Linked DNA regions of Mus musculus: all the other regions are linked to region 3. Evidence: chromatin contacts called from public HiChIP or PLAC-seq data. All regions are on one chromosome and are shown on one strand. Each heading gives the region's core, a stretch centred on a gene start, on an enhancer-like site or on the middle of the called end of the contact. The rest is flanking DNA. Distances are from core to core; before and after follow the strand shown.

The links. HiChIP or PLAC-seq counts read pairs in DNA pulled down with a chosen protein or histone mark.
Region 1: a contact with region 3 is called in an HNF4G HiChIP or PLAC-seq map of pancreatic cancer cells. The contact joins the enhancer-like site here to the promoter of Gkn1 in region 3. A contact is called at or near these places in 6 of 39 promoter capture datasets (3T3-L1-derived adipocytes, the HPC-7 cell line, HPC-7-derived erythroid cells and 3 more), 1 of 115 datasets of contacts at active chromatin or transcription factors (pancreatic cancer cells) and 2 of 9 other capture datasets (embryonic stem cells and liver).
Region 2: a FOXA1 HiChIP or PLAC-seq map of pancreatic cancer cells shows a contact between it and region 3. The contact joins the enhancer-like site here to the promoter of Gkn1 in region 3. A contact is called at or near these places in 7 of 39 promoter capture datasets (HPC-7-derived erythroid cells, embryonic stem cells, liver and 2 more), 2 of 115 datasets of contacts at active chromatin or transcription factors (embryonic stem cells and pancreatic cancer cells) and 1 of 9 other capture datasets (adipose tissue).

Annotation. Positions count from the first base shown.
Region 1 is chr6:87,180,811-87,184,941 of GRCm38.p6, reverse strand. The region is part of intron 16 of Antxr1 (anthrax toxin receptor 1); the gene reads left to right. Among named protein-coding and RNA genes, the nearest start is that of Gm38851, 40 kb to the left of the region's middle. Within about 2 kb of position 1,516, at least 109 of the 459 cell types and tissues checked have an H3K27ac peak or open chromatin away from gene starts, as enhancers often do. A contact at or near this core is called in pancreatic cancer cells, where this site is marked.
Region 2 is chr6:87,217,590-87,221,930 of GRCm38.p6, reverse strand. All of the region lies in intron 12 of Antxr1 (anthrax toxin receptor 1), which reads left to right. Among named protein-coding and RNA genes, the nearest start is that of Gm38851, 3.4 kb to the left of the region's middle. Within about 2 kb of position 2,105, at least 57 of the 459 cell types and tissues checked have an H3K27ac peak or open chromatin away from gene starts, as enhancers often do. A contact at or near this core is called in pancreatic cancer cells, where this site is marked.
Region 3 is chr6:87,348,838-87,352,694 of GRCm38.p6, reverse strand. Gkn1 (gastrokine 1) reads left to right here and starts at 1,780. Exons shown (of 6, transcript NM_025466.1): 1 at 1,780-1,834; 2 at 3,411-3,461; 3 at 3,552-3,692. The coding sequence starts at 1,823.

The sequences.
Region 1 (4,131 bases), core at 267-2,766, 170 kb after region 3:
ATGTTATCTGCCTTAGACTTGTGCAGGTCCTGGTATGCTGTCACAAGTTCTGTGAGTTCATGGCTATCAGCCCTGTTGTGTCTGGCACACATATGAGTTCGCAGAGACTGTGGCTTTGACATTCTTAACTGGTTATATATGTTTTTACATACCCTCCTTAGTTTTGCCTCCTACAGAGGCCTCTAGTCTTTGTTCTTTGGCCCCTTCTAAAAGGTGTATGTAGACCTAAGTCCCCCACAGCACCCTCTCTTGGTGTCTGTCACAGTTCTGCACTAACTCAGGAGGGACACTACAAATGATAAGATTAACAAATGGTGAGCTAGGCTGAGAGGCCCCTGGGTGAGGCCGCCTGATTAGGAATACAGTCACCACAGGGAGCCAGGGAAGTTGAAAGGGGACAGAAAGGACAAATGCCACCATTCACCCTCACCTCACTCTCAGGTCCTAGTTCCCCATGATCCATGGGAAGCTAGTGGTACAGAGACAGTATGCAAAGAAGTGCAGACAGTCGGTGAGGACAGGCGGCTCCTGAAAATGGTCAGTCTGTGCTGTGTCCACCTTCCCGTCCCACTGTGAACAGGGAGAACCCCACACCTAAACAGTCAGCAGAACCCGGGACCATGTCGAGCTCTCCAGCAAAAGTGGCTGGAATCAGATACATAGTGCAATGGGTACCCACCACCTTCCTTCTTTCCCGAGAGCTGAGAAGCAGGTGGGCGCGCTTGATAAGCAGTCCAGCAGGAGCTGAGGGGAAAGGATTACAGTGGGCTCCTCCTCCTGTCCCTGCATCCATCGTACCCCATGCTATATTAGGACACTGACCGCAACAACCACACTCCCCCCCATCCTCGCTCCAGGCTCATGATGGGGGAATTTCCCCTGGTATTTAGTTTCGTTTTCCTCTGCTTGGTTTTTGCTTCCCCGATTTACAGCACCCCATGCTTCTCATTAAACAGAACTGGCCATTGCAGACAAGTTAAGTCATGCCCAAATACATGGCCACCAGCTGGATTAAAACTAGGACTGATTGCAGACTTCGGAGAAATTACCCATCCCTTTTCCCAGTAGCTTCTGCACATGTCAGGGAGTGAGAGAAATGGCAGCTAAAGGGCCAAGCCAGGACCTGGCTTGAAATATAGACAGGCTGCTCCCTGCAAATGGCAGACTGTGAGCAACGGGGTTGTGGATTAAACTACCATGGATTTCCAGCTTTCTGTCCAGAACAGTGCTATAAATGGAGCTATCTTCAAGTTTCCATCTCAGAGCTGAATCCACGAGCTAGGATAGATAGTCCCAAAGAGCCCCCAAATGGGAAAAGAGACACAGCCGTGCTCGAGGGTGCTTTGTGTGGCGATCCGCTAGGCCTCACCATTATACAGGTGAAGCCGCATAAACCTTCACCTCTCTCCGTGCACTTAAGTTATGGCCTGAAGCAGAGAGAGGTACGGTGTGGGAGCCTGGCGCTGGTAAATCTCCCATTTTATAGTCAAGCTGTGTCAACTTCATATGGAAGAAGCTATTTTTAAATGCCAGCTAACACACCCTGGCTGGGACGCTGGGGTTTGTGGTGGAATCTTCGTCATAGCTTCACAGAAGCAGCTGGCATTTTGCCTGGGGAATGAAGGAAGACCAGAGTCTAAAGTACATGTTGTATGCGGGCTGTGCCTGATGGATACCCTAATGTGACAGGGACAGTGCCCCTGCACACACACACACACACACACACACACACACACACACACACACACACGGCCTTAGGGAACAAGAGGAAAGCTTTAAGTGACAGGTTTCTGGGCTCTGAGAAGATTTGTTAGGAACTTAGCTGACCGTAAAGGGTTTTGGCTTTGGTTTTCACTTAACTGTTAAAATATATTATTGAGTGTGAGGGCAAGCACAATAGGGAGAGGGACACATGCTACAGCTTATGTGTGGAGGTCAGGACAGCTCTGTGGCCGATTCTCTCCCTCCTCCTTTTTGTCGGTTCTCGGGCTCAAACTCAAGTCACCAGTTTGCATGGCCAGCTGAGTCATTCCACTGGCCCCGGAGCTAACGTTTGTCCTTAGCCAGTTGTGACCACTCTCTTCCCTAATGCTTCCTTCAACTCCCACCTTGGAAGCTGCCTGATGCAGGCTCAGGAGGAGGCAAAGGCAGTTACCCACATTGCTTGTGCCACAAATGGAGGGCTCACCTGAGAGACAGTCAGAATTCAGGACGCTGCAGAGAAAATGGAGTAAGGTGGTCTTGCCTTGTCCAGAAAAGCTAGAGACAGCAGCTCACCTGGGCAAAGCACTTCACACAGGTCAGGTTGGGTTCCAAGAACAACCTTGAAAAGTAGAATTCCCCCAATACACACACACACACACGCACACACATACCCCAACAAATATACACACAAACACAACCACCCATACACACCAACACACACACACACACCAACACACACTTGTACATACTTATACACCCTACACACACACACACCCCAACAAATATACACACAAACACAACCACCCATACACACACCCCAACACACACTCGCACATACTACCACCTCACTTATACACCCTACACACACACATACCCCAACAAATATACACACAAACACAACCACCCATACACACACCCCAATACACACACACCCCAACACACACTCGCACATACTACCACCTCACTTACACACCCTACACACACACACACACACACCACTTACAACCAGAAAACCAGGCACCAAGGGATAGAGGATTTGCTTGAGTGCACACTGCTGGTAAGACGGCCTGAGATTTATTTTCTTAGCCATTATGTATCCATACATAGGAATGGCTCTTACTTCTAAGACTAAGTGACAGGAGACAAGAGCCAGGGCTTTGGAAATAGTGGAATGGAAAGAAATGTCAGGTGAGCTGGGACCTAAGACCACTCCCAAAACATGGCTGAAGCTGGACATGACGCAGCATGGAGAGAGGGTGACCCTCTGGTGTGTGGCTTACACCTCTATGAACAGAGTGTGAGGAAGGGTACATGTGGGTAAAAGAGAGCTCATTTTGGTTTACCATGCTTGCTCTTAGCTCCTGTTATGTCAACACCATAATTAAAAACTGGAAGGTTATGCCATGCCCTGGTCTGGACCTAAAGAGGTCACGCCATGCCTGGATCTGGCTGTCAAGAGAGGCCCAAGATGAAGCCAGATGCGTGAATCTTAAGACTACATGGGGAGTCGGGCCAGGCGCTACACAGATGAGGCCAATGTAGCTCTGTGCCCAAATCAAGCACAGGCAGAGGGGAAGGGGCAAAGAAGCAGAGAGGGAGGAGGAGACGGACCAACCCTAAGAGGCAAGGCCAAGGGGAAGACTCCCTGAAGGGAGAGCCCAGTGCATCTCAGAATATGGAGGTGCTTGACCATCAAGATGTCCTGTGTGGCTCTAAGGAAGATCCATTCTGAGGGAATGGCAGGGTCCAGAGCACAGCTTGTGTGTGAGGAAGAAGAATGTAATTTTGGCTTGGGAAGGAGGTAGTGGAAGAACACGTGCTTGTGGATGGCCATACATTGGAGACACTGCCTCACACTCTCCCATCCTTGTTCCCCTTCCCCAACTGTCATTTTAATGTCTACTTTGGTTACAGATAGTATGGTGAATATTTTTTTCTGAAATGAGGAGATAACTTCAAGATAATTTATTTTATAGAGGAGACAGTATTATTAACACCCCCCCTCCCCCAATTTAAGAAGAGCAAGCCTTCAGGAGTTGAAAAACGTCCATGCTGCCAGCTGGAGACAAGACAGCCCAGCTACAGCTTCTCTGGGACAGTGGGAGTTCTCTGCTTAGGTTCTGTGTGGTCACCTGCTCCACCAAGGAGCAGAGTTCGCTTTCTCCTGGGGCTGCGTGTGCAAGCAGCTCTTTGCTATGCGTGTGGCTGAGCTAATTTCTTCAAAAGCCTTTCTTCAATAGCCAAATTTTCTTCAAGCCTCAAGTCATTGTTCCTCATTTGTCCAGGGTTCAAGTGTCTAGCATATAAGGCAATATGGGTGGGCTGATTTATAAGCCAAATATTAAGGGCCCCTCCTTTCTGGAAATAAAGAGAAGCATTCAGCCACCTAATATCATGAGCTGTAAGGGCTTGTCCCATAAGAACCTT
Region 2 (4,341 bases), core at 856-3,355, 130 kb after region 3:
TAACTCTTGACTATAGACGGAACCCTGGGGAAGAGTGGAAATAGGATGATCTTCCTCTAGGAACTTGATGAAGATGGAGAAGGAATGAATGAATGGTTTAGAGCAACTGAGCTTGTTCTGTGCCTGAAGCGCCGAGCCCCAGACCTGTGGCAAATCTAGAAAGCACAAGGCACTGGAGGGCCATGGTTAGTAAGATGAACACTAAGCGCTTTCATGAAAAGGCAAGCGTTTGGGAGTGAGCTTGTCCAGTGTTACCCATAAAGAACCTGACAGACTGGGACCCATAGCCTGCCCTTTTGTCTCTGATCCCTAAACTTCTCCCTATGCCCTGTGACTCTACAGTATATACAATGTCAATTTCCCAGGAAACAAATTTGACCACAAGGTCACAGAAACTCCAAGTTAAAGCTACCCAGAGTTCTCCTGTGTTCTGTGTGGACAGAAGCCACAGTCCTTCATTTGCCCTGAGTGCCTCTCACAGGCAATTCAGCTGCCTTCCACTCGACTCCACACACGCTGAGTTTCCCCTATGTGGATCCCACTCGCACCTTCACAAGTCAAACTTTGTGCTTGCCTCTGAGTAGGAGACCCCATCTCTCCTTGCCCCTGCAGGTTAGGGTTTCTACTGCTGCGATGAAACAGGCAAGTTGGGGAGGAAAGGGTTTATTCAGCTTAGATGTCCACAGCATTGTTCATCATTAAAGGAAGCCAGGACAGGAACTCAAACAGGGCAGGAACCTGGAGGCAGGAGCCATGGAGGAGTGCTGCTTACTGGCTTGTTCCCTATGGCTTACTTAGTCTGCTTTCTTATAGAACCCAAGACCACCAGCCCAGGGATGGCACCACCCACCATGGGTTGGGCCCTCCCCTGTTGATCACTAATTGAAAAAATGCCTACAGCCAGATCTCATGAAGGCATTTCCTCAACTGAGGCTCCTTTCTCTCAGTTGACTCTAGCTTGTGTCAAGTTGACACACAAAACCAGTCAGGACACTGCCTACCCAAGAGTCACCTCTAGTGTGAAGTGCTGGTTCCGTGGCCCTGTTCTCCAGCCCAGGTTAGCTTGCTAAGTGCTAGAGCCTGCTGCTTTTACGTGGGGGCCAGGTTGCCCTCATCTGAACTCTGGCTTCTCTAGCACTCATGAGGCTGAGGTGCAGAGATCAGAAGCCTAGGCCAGCCTGAGCTACAGAGAAACTCTGAGACTGTGTGTAAAAACAAAACAAAACAACAACAACAACAAAAGCAAACAAGAACCGTAGCCTTCTCTGTAAGACTTCCCAGTTTCTCTGGATCTTCTTAGATCATATTTAGCTATAAGGTGGGAGAAATAAGAAAATAGGGTTTAGAGTTCATTAAATTATCAATAGGAATGAAATGTGCTAGCCTAGAACACAGAAAGAATAAAGATAATCCCTGTACATAAGTGTCCAGTAAACATTAGCTATATTAGTAGTTAATGTTCTTATCATTGTTATCATCTTCTTTCCATCAGCATATAAGTAAGATCTTTAGGAGAAATGTGTTTTGTTCCTTGCTGGGTATGCAGCCATGGAGTAACCCATGCCTCCTGCTCTGTTTAGATTCCCCACCACAGACTGAACACTTTGAGCCGGTCTAGTTGGTCCTGTGTCCCTGAGCTGCCCACTAAACACAGAGTACAGACACAATAGACACTTGCAGGGCGTGACAGTTCTTGCTCTAAGTTTCTAGAAAACAGAGTTCAGACTTCTATATTTGACAGCGACATTTACAGATGTGACATTGATAACTTCAGGAAGCACATGGGCCCTAGGTAGCAGCTTTCTCTAAGGGACGAGACCATTTTTAAGCAGCCCTTGGGGAGGGCTCCTTGCTTATCCCCCTCACTACATCGACGGGGACTTTTGACTCCTAAGGGGCTGCCGCAGAGCCGGCCATCACTCTCCATCCCTGGTGTCTTCCTTAGGAGTTGTCCGCCCTCCCCACCCCTACCCCCCTGCCACCATGAGCCAGTCCTTCACCCTTGCTGCCCACAGAAACTGCCCCATCTCCCACAGGAATGTAGAGCTGTGCTGCATAGTGTCTCAGCCTTTATGGAAGGCTGCAGTTTTATAAGCCTCTTGGTGACCAAACCACTTATTACTCCAAGTGCAGACAGGTTTACGACCTGAAATGTTCACCGTGCTGGTTGCTATGGGGAAACAGAGGAAAATTCCAGCTCAGTCTGAAGTGATCACTTGTATGGGATGGCTTGGTCCTCTCCTCTCACTCCCGTCCAGTGCTCCTTCTCTCATTGGTTGATACGGAGGCAGCAGCTTTCTTCCCTCTCTCAGTTGCCTAGAATACAGAGACAGACAGGACACAAGACTGGCCCCTAACTAGCATGTGATTTCTTGCCGACACCACTAACTGCATGCTCTGTTCCAGACTTCTGTATGCATGCCTTAGCCCAACGGTCCCTCCTACCATGGCCTTGTCTATGGAGGACCCTCACTTTCCCCTACCCCACACTCTGACTGCCCAGCCCTGCACCTGAGCCTGAGGCCTGGCTCCCTTGAGGGGCAATCCCACATTCCCAAACCTTGGCTTTTTGGCTGGAGTCAAGGGTGTTTAGTTCCCTGGCTTTTTGGTCAAAGACATTCCAGAGAGTTCCAGGGAATGAGAGTCGCCTTTAAACCTCGTCCAGAGCCTTATTGAGCTCTCAAAGTAGGAGTGACTCATATCCTGGCTCTGCCACTAACTTGTGGGGTCGCCCTGGACAGGTCACCCAGCCTCCCTCTTGTGTAGATGTGGGAGAAGGACAGCGCTGAGAGCCTGATAGAGACCTGTGCATGCTCTTCCCTAAGGAGCACGGTGGCATACCGCTGGGTTGCAAGCCTCCCTCCTCCTGAGCCCACTTGTGGATCCCACAGATCACTCACTGCACAAGCTTCCCTATGCTCACACTCGGACGTCTGAGAGGAGACCCCCATGAATATTCTAAAGAAGCCACTTGGGATATTTCTCATTATGAAAACTTTTTAAAGGAAAGAGATACGGATTTTTTTAAAAGAAGTAAACTGGCCTGCCAGTGACGGTTCTTTAACATCTCAGTACCTATAAATGAACTGTCAGTGAAAATGCCAGTGTGGGCAGACACCTGTAATCCTGCCACTCTAGCACTTGGGAGCAGGGGGGTGAGGGAGAGAGGATAAAAGGATTGGGATTTCAAGACCAGCCTCAGTCCAATAGTGAGTTCAAAGCCAGCCTGAGATACATGAAATCCTATCTCAAAACAATCAAAAGCTATTGGTGAGATTGTTAGTAAGCATCAAAGACACTCTTTCTGCCCCTTACTCTTGTTTTGTTTTGTTTTGTTTTTAGGAATGATTAGAAAACCTTCATTTCCTGTAAAAACTATATTACCTCTCTTTTTGTAGTATCTTAAGTTTTTTTTACATTTTTTATTAGATATTTTCTTTATTTACATTTCAAATGTTATCCCCTTTCCTAGTTTCCCCTCTGAAAGCCCCCTATCCCCTCCCCCCTCCCCCTACTCACCAACCCACCCACTCCTGCTTCCTGGCTCTGGCATTCCCCTACACTGGGACATAGAGTCTTCACAGGACCAAGGACAACTCTTCCCATTGATGACCAACTAGGCCATCCTCTGCAACATATGCAGCTGGAGACATGAGTCCCACCATATGTACTTTTTGGTTGGTGGTTTAGTCCCAGGGAGCTCTGGGGGTACTGGATAGTTCATATTGTTGTTTCTCTTATGGGGCTACAAACCCCTTCAGCTCCTTGGGTCATTTCTCTAGCTCCTTCATTGGGAACCTTGTGCTCAGTCCAATGGATGGCTGTGAGCATCCACTTCTGTATTTGTCAGGCACTGACAAACCCTCTCAGGAGACAGCCATTTCAGTCTCCTTTCAGCAAGCCCTTGTTGGCATCCACAACAGGGTCTGGGTTTGGTGGTTGTTTATGGGATGGATCCCCAGGTGCCGCCCCTTACTCTTGACTCAGGTGTACCGAAATCTCTTTATCCCAGAAATTATTTCTCTTTAAATGTTATTTGACAGTACATTCCAGCATAGTAGCTGATGGCTTGGTAATTATACATTAAGAATTTGTGCAGTTGTCTTTTTTAATTGTATTATTATCTAAGAAAATGTTCCTGGTTGTTTTCTTAGGCCAAAGGTGGGACTACCAATTCCACTCAGGTGGCTTGTGATGAGCACAGCGTATCTTATGGCCCCGGAACACTGTGGCACTTATGTGGCTGGTGGGGAAGGACTTAGACTCCTGGTCCCAGGTGCTTCCATAACCAGCAGCCTCAGAACACAGACAGCTGGTGTCAAGTTGGACTTAGTTTACTGT
Region 3 (3,857 bases), core at 531-3,030:
TGGAGAAGAGGAAGGTTGTGGGTTCAAGGAGCTTTTCAGAGTGGAAATCTGTGGATCAGTGATTTATAAAACACAGTTTCCCCCTTTATTAGATTTGAACCACCAGCTTCAGTTGTAGAAGAGAACAGGTTAAAAAATAATAAGTGTCAGTCAGTTCTCCTTCAAAACTATTTTAAACGTTTACTTATTTTGCCAAGTGACAGTCTCTGCTTCCTCTCCTAGGAGAAGTCTTCCCTTATTTTAATATAATATTTGAAAGTTTTCATTATCTAGAGCAGTGGTTCTCATCCTGTGGGCCATGAGCCCTTTGGGGGGGTTGAACGACCCTTTCACAGGGGTCACATATCAGATATCCTGCATCTTAGCTATTTACATTATGATTCATAACAGTAGCAAAATTAGTTAGGAAGTAGGAACAAAATAACGTTATGGTTGTGGTCACCACTATGTTAGAGGGTCGCAGCATTCAGGAGGGTTGAGAACTGTTGTTCTAGAGGCAAATAAGAAGACAGAGTTCCTTGATAGGGCCCAGAGGCAGTGAAAGAAGTTTCCACGTAGAAAGTGAAGAAGGTCTGGTGTCCGAAGCAGTGAGGAACTTAAAAAAAGAAAACCAAAAACATTGCCAACTAACAGTCCAGGAGAAGAGCGGGGCATGAAAGGCTGAGTTCCCATGGGATGCCTTGAATGGAATCAGAGTGTGGGAAAATTGGTGTGGCTGGAAGGCAGGTGCCGGGCATCTCAGACGCTGGTAGCTGGGGAAACAGGAAACCCCTTTAGGATCCCAAGATGCCATTCCAATGAGCTTGAGATTTTTCTCATGGACTGCCAGTGAATGTTTCTACGCTCCGGAAATTAATGTTTACTTATTTTCCATATTCTAGGGGAGAACCCTGGGAAAAATGGAGGACATTCATTGAAATATCTGAGTCCTGGGATAAGGCAGGCTTGGTCCTACAACTCTGGTAAAAGTCCATCAGGAAGTGCCTTGACCAAGGCTGGAGTGGAGAGCTGTTGGTGAGATGTAAGGGCAAGGTTTAGTTGCTAGATATGTAGATGGCAAGATGGTGCTGCCAACAGCCCCCAGAGCTCTAACCCACTGAGAAACCCAGGAATGAATGATGGGAGATGGCTTTGGTGCCAGCTGCTAGTGACATGGCTGGAAAGCTGCACTGGCTTCGAGGCCAGACAATTCCTCAAGGAAACATCTGGCCAGGGTGCAAGGGCCAGTTTCCTTCCTTGGAGTTCCTTTCACAGCTAAGAACATCATCCCCCAACCACTGGTTTTGTTAAAAAGTTTTCAGTATGACTTGAGCATGGTCAAGAAGCATAGAGAGGGGGAAATAAGGGTGGAAGGAGCTGGAGAAAGCTTACAATAGGACTGGGTAAAGGGAAGGAGAAGAAACCATTCCCGCATTCCCATAGGAGCCAGTACCAGGAAGGGCAGGTGTACACACAGATCTCATCTAAGGCCATGTTTGGTTTAGGGATTACTCTTCTCCTGAATCTGAGCAGCAGCAATACGTAAAATACCCACACCCATGGCTTCCATATTCCAGAACTTATCACAAACCGTGTAGAGTTTACTGAGATACCTTCGTCAGAGGATGAGTCAGAGGCCTCCTGCCTAAGGGCCCTACTGAGCAGGCAGCTAAAGGCTTCCGGGCCTCTGCAGCTCCACAGATACAGGAGAGGGAAGCAGATAAGCCGTGGACTCCACCTGAGCACACCTAGCTTGAGCAAAGCTGGTCAGGTACAAATAGCAGAGGGCTGAATGTCTGTGAGCACGCCGCCTGATCCTCTGCTCCACCACACTCCTGCCGCCATGAAGCTCACAGTAAGTCAGATCTTCCTTTTCAATGCAGCACCATACAACATTAATAGTCAGGGGTGAGGGGGTCTGACTCTTACGGCACTGTTACCATAGTGGAAATATTCTCCTTCCTTTTCATGGAATCATGGTGTTTACAAGCATGTCCATAGAGAAGAAGAATTGCCCCGGAAGAGCCTGTCACAGGCTGAATACTGTAGAATTGTCTTTCACACCATCTGTTCCAAGGTTCTACTTAAGACGAGCAGTCTCTGGGCTCCAGAAAGAGTCTTTCTTAGCCTTGATCTCTTTCTTATTTCTGATTTCTCCTTTCTTATCCATGATTTCCACTTTTACCAGTTCTGGGCATGTTCCGGTCAGACTGGAAGATCACTGTTGTCAAAACTAGTCTTCAACACTCTTGGCTGTTAACATGAAAACAACGGTCCTTGGGCCCTGTGCAAGCATTTCTTGGAGAAAGTCTCTGGGGATGAAGCTATCTCAGTTTCCCCACTGAAGTCCTAGGATACAGAGGCTCAAACAGAGTGCACATATTCAATTTCAGCATACTCTATTGGCGCTGCTTTATGAATCATATGAATTTATGGAATTGGAAATGTAAACTATGACCAAGAAGCGTCCACCTCAGAACAGGTTGGGTGGGGAACTCCAAGCACAGGCCAGAGGGCTGCGTTTCTCTTCTAGTTCTGTCTAGAGGAGTGATTCTCGACCTTCCTAATGCTGTGACCCTTTAATACAGTTCCTCACGTTGTCGTGACTCCCAGCCATAAAATTACTTTCATTGCTACTGCATAACTGTAATTTTGCTACCATTATGAGTTGTAATGTAAATATCTGATATGCAAGATACCAGATAACCTAAGAAACGGTTGTTTGACCTTTAAAGGGGTCACAACCCACAGGTGGAGAACTACTGGTCTAGGGTCCTTTACAGTCCTTTAGCTGCCTCATTTACAGGAGATAACATCATGCTCAAAAACTCCCTCCACATTTGGCTTTTTGGGTTGTTTTGTTTTGTTTTTCAAGACAGGGTTTCTCTGTGTAGCCCTGGCTGTCCTGGAACTCACTTTGTAGACCAGGCTGGCCTCGAACTCAGAAATCCGCCTGCTTCTGCCTCCTGAGCGCTGGGATTAAAGGCGTGCGCCACCATGTCTGGCTCACATCTGGCTTTTTAAGAGACCGATTTTAACTCTCTTGCATTGAAAATAAATATAGTAGAAATGCTTAACCTACTAAGACAATAAAAACAGGATTCCTTCTGCTAGGAAGAACACGTTCCAGACTAAGGAAAAAAACCTTTTCAGGGCTTTCATTACACTGTGCCATGCACTAATTTTATGTTTTCTTCATCAGTTTTCAGTGTCTGAAATTCAGTGTCAAAATTCTAAGACTACATATGAATATCATTACAGTAACTCAGCAATTCTATGTTACCAGTAAGTTTTTCTGTAGTTTAAAAAAAAGGTGGAAGAAGAAAGCACAGATGGTTTAGCACATGGGTAAAATCAGTAACTATTTCTGATGAGCTTGGTGAAGATGCTGTAAACCATGCGACCACCAGTCCTGTTCTCTGTGCTTTCAGATGTTCGTCGTGGGTCTGCTTGGCCTCCTTGCAGCTCCTGGTTTTGCTTACGTAAGTCTCATTTTTCTGAAGTTCATTGTCAAAACTGCATTTACAGTGAAATGTGATCTTAAGTCACCCTCTGCTTCTTATGAACATTAGACGGTCAACATCAATGGTAATGATGGCAATGTAGACGGAAGTGGACAGCAGTCGGTGAGCATCAATGGTGTGCACAACGTGGCCAATATCGACAACAATAACGGCTGGGACTCCTGGAATAGCCTCTGGGACTATGAAAACGTATGTAATGGACACACAGGGTAAAGATATGGTGTAGCCACCACCCATTAAAATTTCTGAGGTGAATTCTAGCTGTTCATGAACATTAAAAGCTACTAGTAAAAGTGCCCATTCCACTCAAAACAATTTTACTTTTTTGCATATAATTATTGCTAATAAGTATTA